2 separate regions of the Sus scrofa genome follow, and region 2 is linked to region 1. A link is a contact called in public promoter capture Hi-C data. All regions are on one chromosome and are shown on one strand. The core of a region is the stretch at or near the end of the contact, and the rest is flanking DNA. Distances in the headings are between cores, read along the strand shown. Region 1 holds the start of IGSF9B (protein turtle homolog B). Region 2 holds the start of NCAPD3 (condensin-2 complex subunit D3).

The links. Promoter capture Hi-C pulls out the DNA fragments that hold promoters and counts their contacts.
Region 2: a promoter capture Hi-C map of fetal skeletal muscle shows a contact between it and region 1, with 5 times the contacts expected there. The contact joins the promoter of NCAPD3 here to the promoter of IGSF9B in region 1. A contact is called at or near these places in 2 of 5 promoter capture datasets (fetal liver and fetal skeletal muscle), 2 of 47 Hi-C or Micro-C datasets (fetal skeletal muscle and heart right ventricle) and 1 of 2 datasets of contacts at active chromatin or transcription factors (skeletal muscle).

Annotation. Positions count from the first base shown.
Region 1 is chr9:60,518,094-60,523,754 of Sscrofa11.1, reverse strand. It overlaps IGSF9B (protein turtle homolog B), which reads left to right and starts at 2,292. Exons shown (of 20, transcript XM_021063165.1): 1 at 2,292-2,552. The coding sequence starts at 2,489.
Region 2 is chr9:60,783,508-60,789,002 of Sscrofa11.1, reverse strand. It overlaps NCAPD3 (condensin-2 complex subunit D3), which reads left to right and starts at 3,096. Exons shown (of 34, transcript XM_021063171.1): 1 at 3,096-3,705. The coding sequence starts at 3,642. VPS26B (vacuolar protein sorting 26 homolog B (S. pombe)) reads right to left here and starts at 2,811. Exons shown (of 6, transcript NM_001137634.1): 1 at 2,573-2,811. The coding sequence starts at 2,795.

The DNA.
Region 1 (5,661 bases), core at 1,043-3,542:
GAAGATTAGCCATATGCCAAGAGGAAAAGATTTAATTGGCCTCATCCCTCACCATGGCCCAATACTGTTGTCTCTTTTGAGCTGAAATGAAACCAAACTGAGACGTGTGATGACGCTAACTTTTCCCTTTGAACCTCAACTTTCCTTTCTGTCTCACTCCCTGGACCTACTTCATTTCGAACAGACTTATCCAGAAGAAATTTAATCTCCTTTTTAGATAGTTTGTTTGAAACCCTTTGCAACCAAAGTCATGGTCTTAAGCTCTTTCTGTAACTTTTTTCCCTTTCAATCTTAGTTCCCTAGCAGAAACCACCACACTGAGTAGGACAAAGTCAGTGGGCAAGTAAATACAATCAAGATGATGGTGAGAGTGGCTCCCTCCCTTTTTTAACCCCAAAAGTCCCTAGAAGAACCTGAGCACAGCACCGTTGCCATGTTTATACCTAAAAAGGGCTGGGGACTAGGTCAGCCCTGGGAGATCCAGCACTTCTCTTCAGGTCAGTTAGCTGCTTAGAGGTTTTGGAAAAATCAAGTGAATCCCACTGAGGCTTATCGCCTAGGACTCTGGATGCCTGTAGGTATGTGTGGAGGATGGAGATGCTGTTCTTGGGCATGCCAGCTGGGAATCAGCCTGCCATTGGGGGCCTAGAGATTCCAACCTTCTTCATATCCTTAAGGAAGGTATCTTGGCAGAGAACGAGACCCTAAAGTGATGGCTCAGGGAGAGACATCCTGCCTCATCAGAGTTACCTTTCATGACTGGAGTGGCTGGGTAGAGGAGGAGGTCATTCAAGCCTTTTGTTTTCTGGGTTACATCCAGATGCTAAAACTTTACCATACCAGCATACTTGCACTCTGCTGGGAAGGGAGGAGGCCTGGCTTCCTATCTTCTGGCTGGCGGTGAGCTAAGAGGGTTCATGTTTCAGGTAAGGCTGTTGTTCCTCCAGTGTTCTGGCCACTTTTGATGCATTGTGTGTGTGTATGTGCACACACACATGCTTTCTTTGAGGCAAGCTTTTTGGAGATTTATGTCCAAGATCCAGTGCTTTGTGGTCGATGAGTGCTTTTGCCAGGGTGACATTTCTGAGCTCTCCTTTGCTGCCCCTCTGTCTTCCCTCCTTGGCCAACAACACATCGTAGGGCGCTGTGCCACCCTTCCCACACTGCTTTCACTCTTTGAAAGAACATACGTCTTCACTGCAGCCTCAGAAGCTGGTGTGAGGTGATTGTTTGTAGTAGATGTTTCCATGACACTCGTTTATTTCTTCTGCAGATACAACTGTATTGGGGGAGGGGACGAGGTTGGGAAACATGAAGACTTTCAGCTTCCTCCTTATCATCTTCTGTAGAAATAGGAAGCCCACCTTCGCTTTCCTGGGTCCCCCTCACAGACCCTGGCACTGCTCCCCAAGTCCCTCAGCTTTGTGCTGCCAGGGTGGGGCCTGGCTCCCAGTCCGGTGAGGTTGGGGGAAGGAATCTTGTGCCTGAGGAGGCAGCCTTTGTGGAGAATAAGAAGAAACACTTTCACTGCTCAAAGTTGAAATTTAATGGTGATGAGCAACTATGACCCACACCGGGGGTGGCAGTGTGCACACGTGTGTTCCCAAAGGGGCTTGTGACACTCCCGCAGCTGAACCAATGACTCACCCCAAATCTTAGCGACTTTTAGAGGTCATTTTAGTCATTCCCCTGCCGTCAGTCTGGATGGAGCTTAATGTAACCACACATTTGGGTGGGAAGGGGTGCCTTGGGGAGGCAAGAGTGGCTGCGTGTAGAAGGGAGTGGGGAGTGGAGGTAACGTGTGACCCTTTGTAAAAGATCTCCAGCTAAGGACACTTCCAGCTTCCCCAGGCTGCCTTTTCTGGGTTTCCCCATCACTGAATCAGCACCGTCCTCCCGGGACGGCTTTTTGCTGGAAGGAAACCGGATGCTGGGTTCCCTACGTGGGCGGGAGCTCCAACCCCTTAGACCCGCAGGGTAGCCGAGACCCCAGGATCTCGTTAGCCAGCCCTGCAGCCACATTCCCTCCCCCAGAAACTTGCCATGCAGCGGGAGCGGGGAGCCGAGCCGAGCGGAGACGCGGCAGCGCCTTCTCTCCGGCAATGCGCATGATTCTGCGGCTCTGGGCTCGCCACACGTCAACGCACCTTGAATGGGCTCGCCCCCCTCGCCGCGACGGGCAGAGATTGTGGCCAATAGGACTCCGGGATCACCGGACGCGTCCAATGGGCGGGCGACAGGGGCGGGTCCGGGGCGGTGCGGCGGGGCTTCTCCGCGGCGCTGCCTGCGCTCCTCCCGGGCTCCAGTGCAGGTGCCGCTGCGCCGGGCGGGAGGCTGTGCGCCGAGCTGAGCTGAGACGCGGAGGGATGGGGAGCGGGCCGCCCGGGCTGCAGGAGCCGCAGGAGCCGCGGGAGCACCGACGCTGGGCGTAGGCGGCGCGGGGCACTTTGAGATAGGATGAGGCTCCTGGCTGGCGCGCGGTAGTACTATGATTTGGTATGTGGCCACTTTGATAGCAAGTGTGATCAGCGCCCGAGGTCTTGCGGCTCAAGGTGAGTTGAAGTGCAGCGTCCCTCCCCTGCGCCTCCCGGCGCTCTTGGCCGGGTCCTCCAGCCGAGCCCGCGCCTTCCCGCCGGGCGCGCTCCGGGCACCGCGGGGAGGGCGGGGGCCGCGGCCGCAGTCGCGGCAGGCGGAAAGGGCCTGAGCTCTGGCTGCCTGCGCTTGGGAGAGGACGCCTCGGGATCCGGTCCGCTTCTCCACCTCTGGCCCCAGGGCTTCACAGCGGGTGCGGCGCCCGGTGTCCTTCGCGGGCGCAGCCGCCGCCTCGAGCGCAGGGGGAGGCGGCGGCTTTCCTAACTCTGCCGCCTGGGAGTTTGCAGGTTCTCCGGCGGCTGCGGCACGCTGGAGCTCCGTGCAGCGCCGCGGCTCCGCAGGCTAGCCCGTGCGGGGCCCGGCACCCGCGGCTCATGGTCCGGGCTCCCAGCTCCAGCTCTCGTTCCTCCGGATCACACATCTTGGTAGCTGGAGGTCGGATCCCTTCTCAGGGCGGGGGCGCACGGAGCCCCTAGAGAGGAGAAAGCTGGTTCTGCGCGGGGTCCCTCGGCCGGCTGCGAGGAGTTTCAGCCTTCGGCTGGCCCTGCCCGCGTCCCGCTCAGCCGCACCAGAGCATGGCCGGGCAAAAGTTCCCTGGGAGCGCGCCGCAGCCAGGCACAGCTGGCCGGGGGCGAGGGCAGCGGGGAGGGGGTTCCCTTTGCCGCGTCTCGGGAGGAAGGAGGTTTTTCTTTCCGTTTTTCCGGTCTGAGGTGGGGAAGAGGCGAGAGGGAAGCCAGCGAGTTGGGTGATGCGCGCGTGAGCGCGCGGGCTTTTGCTTTGGAGACAGCAAAGCGACCTGCTCCTCTCTATGTGGCACCCCGGCTCCCAGCCCTTGTATGGAAACAGCGGCAGAGCCTGGAGGTTCCAGGACTGTGAGCTCACAGTGCTCAGCGCATAGACAAGACCCAGCTGCTGTAAGGTTCCCAAGGCCGGAAGGGATGGCTTCCGGGGAGATCCGCCGGGTGGACCGCAGCAGGGAGAGACCCCGAGCCCCGCAGGTTGCTAGCGAAGAAGGGTCCTCTCCACACCTTGTTTGGGGGTTGTGTAGAGGGAGGGGAAGTGATTTGGGAAAGTTTTTGGAATGGAATAGATCTCCCTGCTATTGGGGGGGGGGGGGTGGTATGAGAACAGAAGCAGAGGAAGGCGACCAGTGATTTTGTTAAATGGTATGTGATCTGGATGGTTTTACAACTCCCCCTTTGTGAGGTGGGAAACTGAGGTCAGAGTGGCAGCAGGAGCTCGGGGAGTGGGGGTGGGTGTGAGGTGGGTCCAGTTGCTTTGAGAATCCTCTCCAGCCTCATCCTCCCCCTACCTCTATCCCCTTGTAGTCTTCCAATGCCCTCATCTTCCTCCCCTCCAGTTTTTGGTATGTTCCTGCTCTGGGACTGTGGCTGAGAGCACAGAAGGATGTGCTGGGATCTTTGAATAAAAAAGAGACACTGAAGGGAGGCCCTGGAATAGCCTCCAAAGCTGAGAGGTCAAAGGGAGGTGCGTGGACTTTTTGCAAGTGTAAGCATAGAATCCAGGAAAATAGGTTTCTATTACAGCAGCACACAAAACGGCCAGACAGAAGGAAGGACTTTCCAACATTGAAGGTTGTTGGGCTGGAAGCTTATGCTTTCTTTCTGCTATGGGGAGATCCTTCTGTCTGGGGTGGCTTGACATGAACCTCTGCCTGCCACCCCTAAGGGTCTTGGTGGTCTTTTTAGTCTTAAGGGGCTCTGTGTGGCGGTGAAGGACCTAGGCCTAGTCATGTGACCTGGACTCAAATCCTGGCTCTGCCACTTGCTGACCTGTGACCTTGGACACCTTCCCTAACTTCTGTAATTGTCATTTGCCTCATTGGGGGTTAAGAGGATGAGCCTGTAGGGTTTTTGTGGACATTAGTGCTATAAAGCAATGGAAAGCTACCTGTTCTGTAGTAAGTGCTTGGGAGATGTTGATGATGGTGTGGTTTCACTGTTTGGGGGCCTGGGGGTGGGGAGTCCAAGCCCTTCTCAGCTTCTTTCCCTTGGGCCATCCAGGGAATCCCACCCAGGGAATCGGGAGCTAGGAATGTCTTGGGGGAGCCAAGTTTGCTTTCACGGGCTGACCTTGCCCAGGGAGACATGGAGGACTGCTCAGAAATCCTTTGAAAGATCTGCAAACCTGGAGTTTCGTTGGTAGCCAGAGCCTTGTAGGAGGGATGAGGGGGCCTCAGAGCCAAGAAGCTCATCACACAGCCTCTGGAAGCGGGAGACAGGGCTTGTGTGGCAGCCACCTCTCAGAAGCATGGCCAGTGTTCAGATGCTGCTGTGTGAGGGCTCAGCTGTTCTCCGACTGGCAGAGGTGACTTCCGGGAGATTCCTGAGGGGCGGGACTTTGAGATGCCATCTTAGGGCTTGGCTGAGCAGGGGCTGCTCCAGCAGAGGGGTGAAAGGGCTGGGGCAGAGTGAGGGATGGGCTTTAATCACGTGTGTCGGGGGGGGCGTGGAGCGGTTGGGGGGGCTGTGCAGAAGAGCTGGGAAGATGGCAATTGGAGTCCCTCCATCCCAGACATCTATGAAACAAGCTTGTGGGGAGGACCCTGGGCCTTTACTTCCAAGGCTGCATCCTCCTGTTGACCACAAATTCTGCGCTTGGATTATTGCTGACTAGCATCCCCAAATAAAGTGGGGTTCTGACTCAGATCCTGCTGCTAGCTGGACCAGAGCCCTCTACTCTGCCTGGCCTTGACCCTTCCTCCTTCCCGTTGGCGGCAAAGATGGGAGGGATGGGTTTAGACTTGGAGGCTGCTAGTGAGACCCACAGGTGCCTCTCAGCTGAGCAGGACTTGGCTCAGGAAGTGGCCAAGTGGCATGTGCATGTCCCCAGCATGCGTGCTGGAGGCAGGGGTGTGTCTGGCTGTCTGCACTTGATCAGGACAAGCTAAGGAGGGAACTCGTGGGAAGAATCAGCTTTTAGCTGCTGGCCCCAAGCTCGACGTGTGCTGGACCTGGAGTTGCCTGGACCCAGGGCCTGAGACAGAAAGCCGGGGTCTTGTTACCCAAGGGGCAGAGGCTACTTTCTTGGGAGATGCTGAAAGCCAGC
Region 2 (5,495 bases), core at 1,847-4,346, 260 kb before region 1:
AGATGCCAAGACTCTAGAAAGAATGTGATATTTTAAGGAAAGAGGAAAGTATACATGGTAGGCTGAAGGGTTAGGGAGAGACTTGGCTGGAGAAAGAAAGGTAGAAGCAGCTCAGGAAAGAGCTGAATAACTTCTCCCCTTAATCAATAGGGAGTCAACCAAAAGAACTATAAGGAGGGGGCTGGCAGCAGCTTTTAGAAAACTCACTTACAAAAGATGAGCTCAAAGGGAAAACAAGGCAGGAAAGCCAGTTCGAAGGCTGCTACACACAAAAACATCAAAGGCTGAGAACAGAGAGGAAGCACAGATTCCAGATGCCCCAGAGAGCTGTTGTAGAGGACCAACACTGAGCCAGGTTGCTGCCTTGGAGGAGGGTGAAGGGTCTAGATGACTCCGGGTTTCTGAGGCTGGATGGACTCAGGTGGCATGCCAAAATGGGGAACATGGGAGAAGCAGCAGGGCTGGGGCTAGAGCAGGAAGAGAAAGGGGTTTTTGGTTTGGATGGTCTTTGAGGGACCTGCGAGGTATCGGGGAGGGTCTAGCAGGCAGTTGGAAAGCAGGTGTGGAACTCAGAGGAGTTGTCAGAGTCTAAGACACCGAAGAAGTTCTTGCTGTGGCGGAACAGGACACGCAGTGTCTTTGTAGCACCAGGATGCAGGATTGATCCCAGGCCCAGCACAGTCTGGCATTGCCACAGCTGTGGTGCAGGTTGCAACTGTGGTTCAGATCTGATCCCTGTCCATATGCCACAGGGCAGTCAAAAAGAAAAAAATTTAAAAAAAAATTAAAAAAAAAATTAAAAAAAAAAAAAAAAAACACTTTAAGAAGACATTGAAGTGAAAAGAAGAGATAAGGTGGCCAGAGCAAGTTATTGTGTGAGAAGGGCCAGGAGACAAATGGGACCCCTTTCCTGCCTACTCCCAAAACTGAGATGAGAGAGGAGTTTTTCTGAACAAGGTCTGAGCTCCTGTGAAAATTGGGATATGCAGAGGACCCATGCACTGGATCACCACACAGCTGTCCTTGCAAGGACTCTGTGGAGACCCTTCCAGAGGTTTCCACTTGGGGGAGCACGTCTTCTGGGAAAAAACATGGGGAAGAGAGATGGAGGTGGGGGTGGGGGGGGCTGGCCCGGTGTGAACATTCCTGTGGACAGTTGACAGCGTAATCAGGCTGGCGTTTTAAAGGGCCAGCCCCTGGAAACTTCTTGATGGGTCCAGCTAAACAGGGCAAGGGAAAATGACAGTGATCATCCTAACTCCCTTTCACGAGTACTTGCGAAGCGTGCCAGCTGTGCACTTCATGGATGTCGACGACCTCCAGTCCTCACAAGACCCTCAAAAAGGTTATAAATGGAGCCTGTGTAATTTAAGTAACCCTCTGCTTGACCCTCAATCATACAGCAGGCTTTTCTAAGAAACGCACAGGTAGGACACATGCATTTTCATCAGGAGGAAAAGGAAATCCATCATAAGAAGGTTAATTACATAAATCACTTTATTCTCAAGCTGCGGAACTCTTCCCAGGAAGCAGAGAAAGAAAAGGGAAAAAGGAAAAAAGAAAGAACCAAAATGAAGAGACTATGGTTTACAAGAAGGTAAATTTTGAGTGAAACAAGAAGGAAGGTGTCTGGAACACAATGATGTCAACACTGTTACCCTCATAGAGTAGTGGGACCACCCTGTATATCACCAGCCCAGCCAGACCTCAGAATCTCACCGAAGTGCCACCCACTTCATGCAGAGTCAGGAAAGCAACGAAGGAGAAAAACCACACAACCACAACCTTGGGGAAGTTACTCACAGCTTCGCTCCAATGCTCTCAGGTCACCTGGTAGAGCCCCTTAAGTACAGGACACAAACATTCCACACTGTGCACAAAGCCTGGTCCCTAGACACGTGATTCTGTAGTATCCTTGCCTTACAGGTGAGAAAGCTGAGGCCCAAAGGTGTGGGTCGATTTGGCCCAGAATACTAGGTATTCCTACTGCCTTTTATTGTCTAGTTGTAATTGCTAATAATTATGTTCGAAGACAGAGCCTTGAAAAATTCTGACCCCTTAATTTAGGTCTTAAGAGCATCATTTCTTTGTGTTTAAGAAGAGGAGTCTGCTGAAGACTGTTCTAATCAAGAGGTCTTAGGAAAACGGGATGGGTGGACAGAAGGCCAACGAGGAGCTCAGTGTGGGACACAGGTACTAGAAAAGGGTGGTCGGCCTCAGGACTCGGTGAAGTGGCCACGACCTGCGGGCGGGCCCAGCAGCACTGAAGGCCCAGTAGGAACAGCGGCTGAGACCTCTCTGGTGGGCAACCAGGATCGCGGGAGGGCGGGGGATTGGAGAAATAGGGAGTTGAAGTAATGGGGGCAGGGGTTAAGGGGAAGGGTTAAGAAGCGGGGGATCGCGTCAGAGGCCAGGGTTTATAGAGGAGTGGGGCACGGGGGTCGAGTGGGGGGGTCAAAGGAGGGGTTAGGGGGTCGAGGGTCAGGGCTCAGGGTCAGGGTCGGGGTGGGATCTGGGTTGAGGGGCAGGTCTGGGGGAGAAGGACTCGGGGCGGGGCGGACCCCGCACTCACCGATCTGCCCAATGAACTCGACCTTGATACCCTGGTGCTCCAGCCGCTTGTTGGGGTTTTTGAGCGCCAGGCTCACCTTCCCGGACACCGTCTCCCCATCGTAGAAGAGGAAGTACTTGTCCTTCTTCCCATCCTCCGTCTTGTGCTCGGCCCGCTTCCTGCTGTCCGCATCGTTCAGCAGGATGTCCACCTCCACGCTCTGCCCGAAACCGAAGAAGCTCATGTCCCCGCCGGGCCGGCCGGGCCTGGGAAGGCCGAAGGGCTGGACTTGGCGCCGACGCCCGCACTTGCCGGGCCGGCGCGGTTCCGGGGACAGCGCAAAGCGGGCGCGAGGCACCCGCCCGCCGGTGCGAGAGGGGCCGACCAGCCAGCCAGCAGTCGGGCCCAGGAGCAGCGCCCGCTGCTACAGCCTCTCAGCGGGAGGCGCCGGACTCACCGCGCGCATGCGCACGCCTCCGCCTCCCCGGTCAGGCCGGCGCGCCTCCAGCGGAGCGCGCACTGCGCATGCGCACCCCCTCTCCCGGCTTTCCCGTAGTTGACATGGCGACCCCGGCTTCCTTCCAGAGCTCCGGCCAGACGTCCCGTAAAATTCAAAAGTAAAGAGGTCCTTTCTGAATGATTTTTTCTGCTTTTCTTTTATTTAGTTAGGTAAACGGTAGGCCGCGACCCATACTCGAATGTGTAGATGTTCGACTGCGGTCTGACAGGTAAACGCGGCCTTTTGACACGCACGCGAAATGCCGCTTGTCAGAGCAAGCGTGACAATTACAACAGGAAGTACCCTGCCTTAGATTCGCTTCTGGGTGTTCCCTATTTGGGGAAAGCGAGCGAGAAGGAGAGCGTTAGATTTAGCTCGCTTTTCGACACCACCCTCAAGACTCGGCTGGGTCAGCCGTCCTGGTCCTGCTCTCGCTTTGCGCATGCAGCAGAAGACCCTGCTGATTGGCTGACGGACAGAGCCGACCGGGCGCCGTGATTGGTGCATAAGAGTTCTGTTCTCCTTAGCCCGCCGGGGATATCTGGGCGCGCGCGCCAGAGAGAGCTTTGAAAGTTCAGGCGAGCGGCAGTCATGGCGGCGCGGCAGGGCCTGGAGAGCAGCCTACAGCCCTGGAACACGCTGGACCTCAGTCCGGGTGAGGAGACGATGGGAGCCTGGGGGGCTGTGGAGGGTGCTGTGGAGGGCTCGCCCGGGTCAGCAGCGTGGGCGCTCCTCTGGGAGCTCCCTTCTTGGCCTGGCCTCCAGTTCTGCGCGTACAGCCTCTCAGGTCCCGAGGTTTTAGGCAGCGCGTCGGTTTGGTGGGCCGGAGTGACCTCCTGGACTGGAGTGCAGGGGTGCGGCTGGCGTCCCCGGGAGCCCCTCCCTCGTCACTGAAGGACCGTGGGTTCCCCCCGCCCCCAACCGCTGGTGGCAGCGGCGTCTCGTCGCAGACCTTGACCGCGCTGCCCCTGGGGCTGCTGTCCAGCCCAAGCCCCCCCCCCCCATCTGGCCGGCCTATGCACTTGGGGCGCACCTTGCCTCTTTCGGGTGTTGGCACTTCCGGCCCCGTACACTTTCCAGGACCACTTTGAAAACGCAGGCATGACCCACCAAGTCTGAACCTTCAGTGGTTCCACTTGGCTTCCTAAGTAATGACCACATCTTCTGTTTGCACTCAGAGCCTTCACCCAGCCCTGCAGTTATCCTTTCCCGGAGCAAGAGCTCTGGAGTCAGACTTGAGGTCCGTGTCTTTGTCCACCACTTAGCATCCGTGCATCGCGGGCCAACTGGTTAACCCTGCTAAACCTGGGTTGTTTATGTGTCAAATGGGGGTTCAGATATTTATTTCCCAGGGCATTTGTGAAGATTAACTTTGTAACCTGCTAACTGTTGCATCTTCTGTTACCGAACCAAACTTGGGTCCCCTGCCCTGAGCACAGTAAAGCCAATCTGCTGACACGGGGTTGTGTGAAGGAAAGTGTAGCGTTTATTGCAGGGCCAAGCAAGGAATCCAAGTACCTAGTGCTTAAGAGACCGGAGCTCCCCTGAAGTTTCAGGGGAATGGTTTTAAACACAAGGTGAGGTAAGGGGGTGAGATGTGATCAGCTGGTAAATGTTCTTCTAATTGGTTGGTTGTGTGGTAATGAAACATCAGCATCATTAGCCTTCCAACTGGTTTGGGATCTGTGTGCTTATGGGTAGCATTGAATTAACTTCTTCCACCTGTCGTGGTTTCAACATCTGCAAAATAGCTCTAAGGACATGGCTCAGAATATTATCTATAGCCCTTGATAGCCTGAAGGTCCTTGACTTTGTTGAATGGCTAAACTATTGTTATTTTATCTTGCTTACTGTTTTCCTTTCTGTGTGCATTTTCTCACTTTTCTCATTAAATTTATTCTTTGACTAATATTTTTCTACAGACAAAAGGCAGATGGAGCACAGGGAGGGTAGGGGTGTGTGTGACTGGGAAGGCTCCATGGGGTCCTGCTCTGTTACACTAACTGCTGAATACATGCTGATACCTCACCCTTCACAGGTGAGCTCAGTGCTGTCACTATTTAGTTGGTTTCTAAACAGATACTTTCTTACCCTTTGTGTCTTGTTATGGGCCCTCTCCCTCTGGAATGCACTCTTCTACATTTCTTTCCCTGGCAACCCCTACATTTGGGTGCAACTGAAGGATTGTCATCCTTCCCACCTCTGTTCCTCCTTCTCCCCCAGTAATATTCTCTATCTATTTCTCTACTGTTGCGCCTTTCTACTACTGTTTTAACACCCTTCCATTCTAGACGTGATAATAGGGCCATTTGTTGAATATATTGATTTCCTAACTCCAGATCTATTCTTTTCTCAGCAGGACTTGATAGTTCTTGACCTCAGAAATGAGCTCAAGAAATATGGGTGTGCGTTTACAAGTATGCATATAGGAGTTCCCATTGTGGC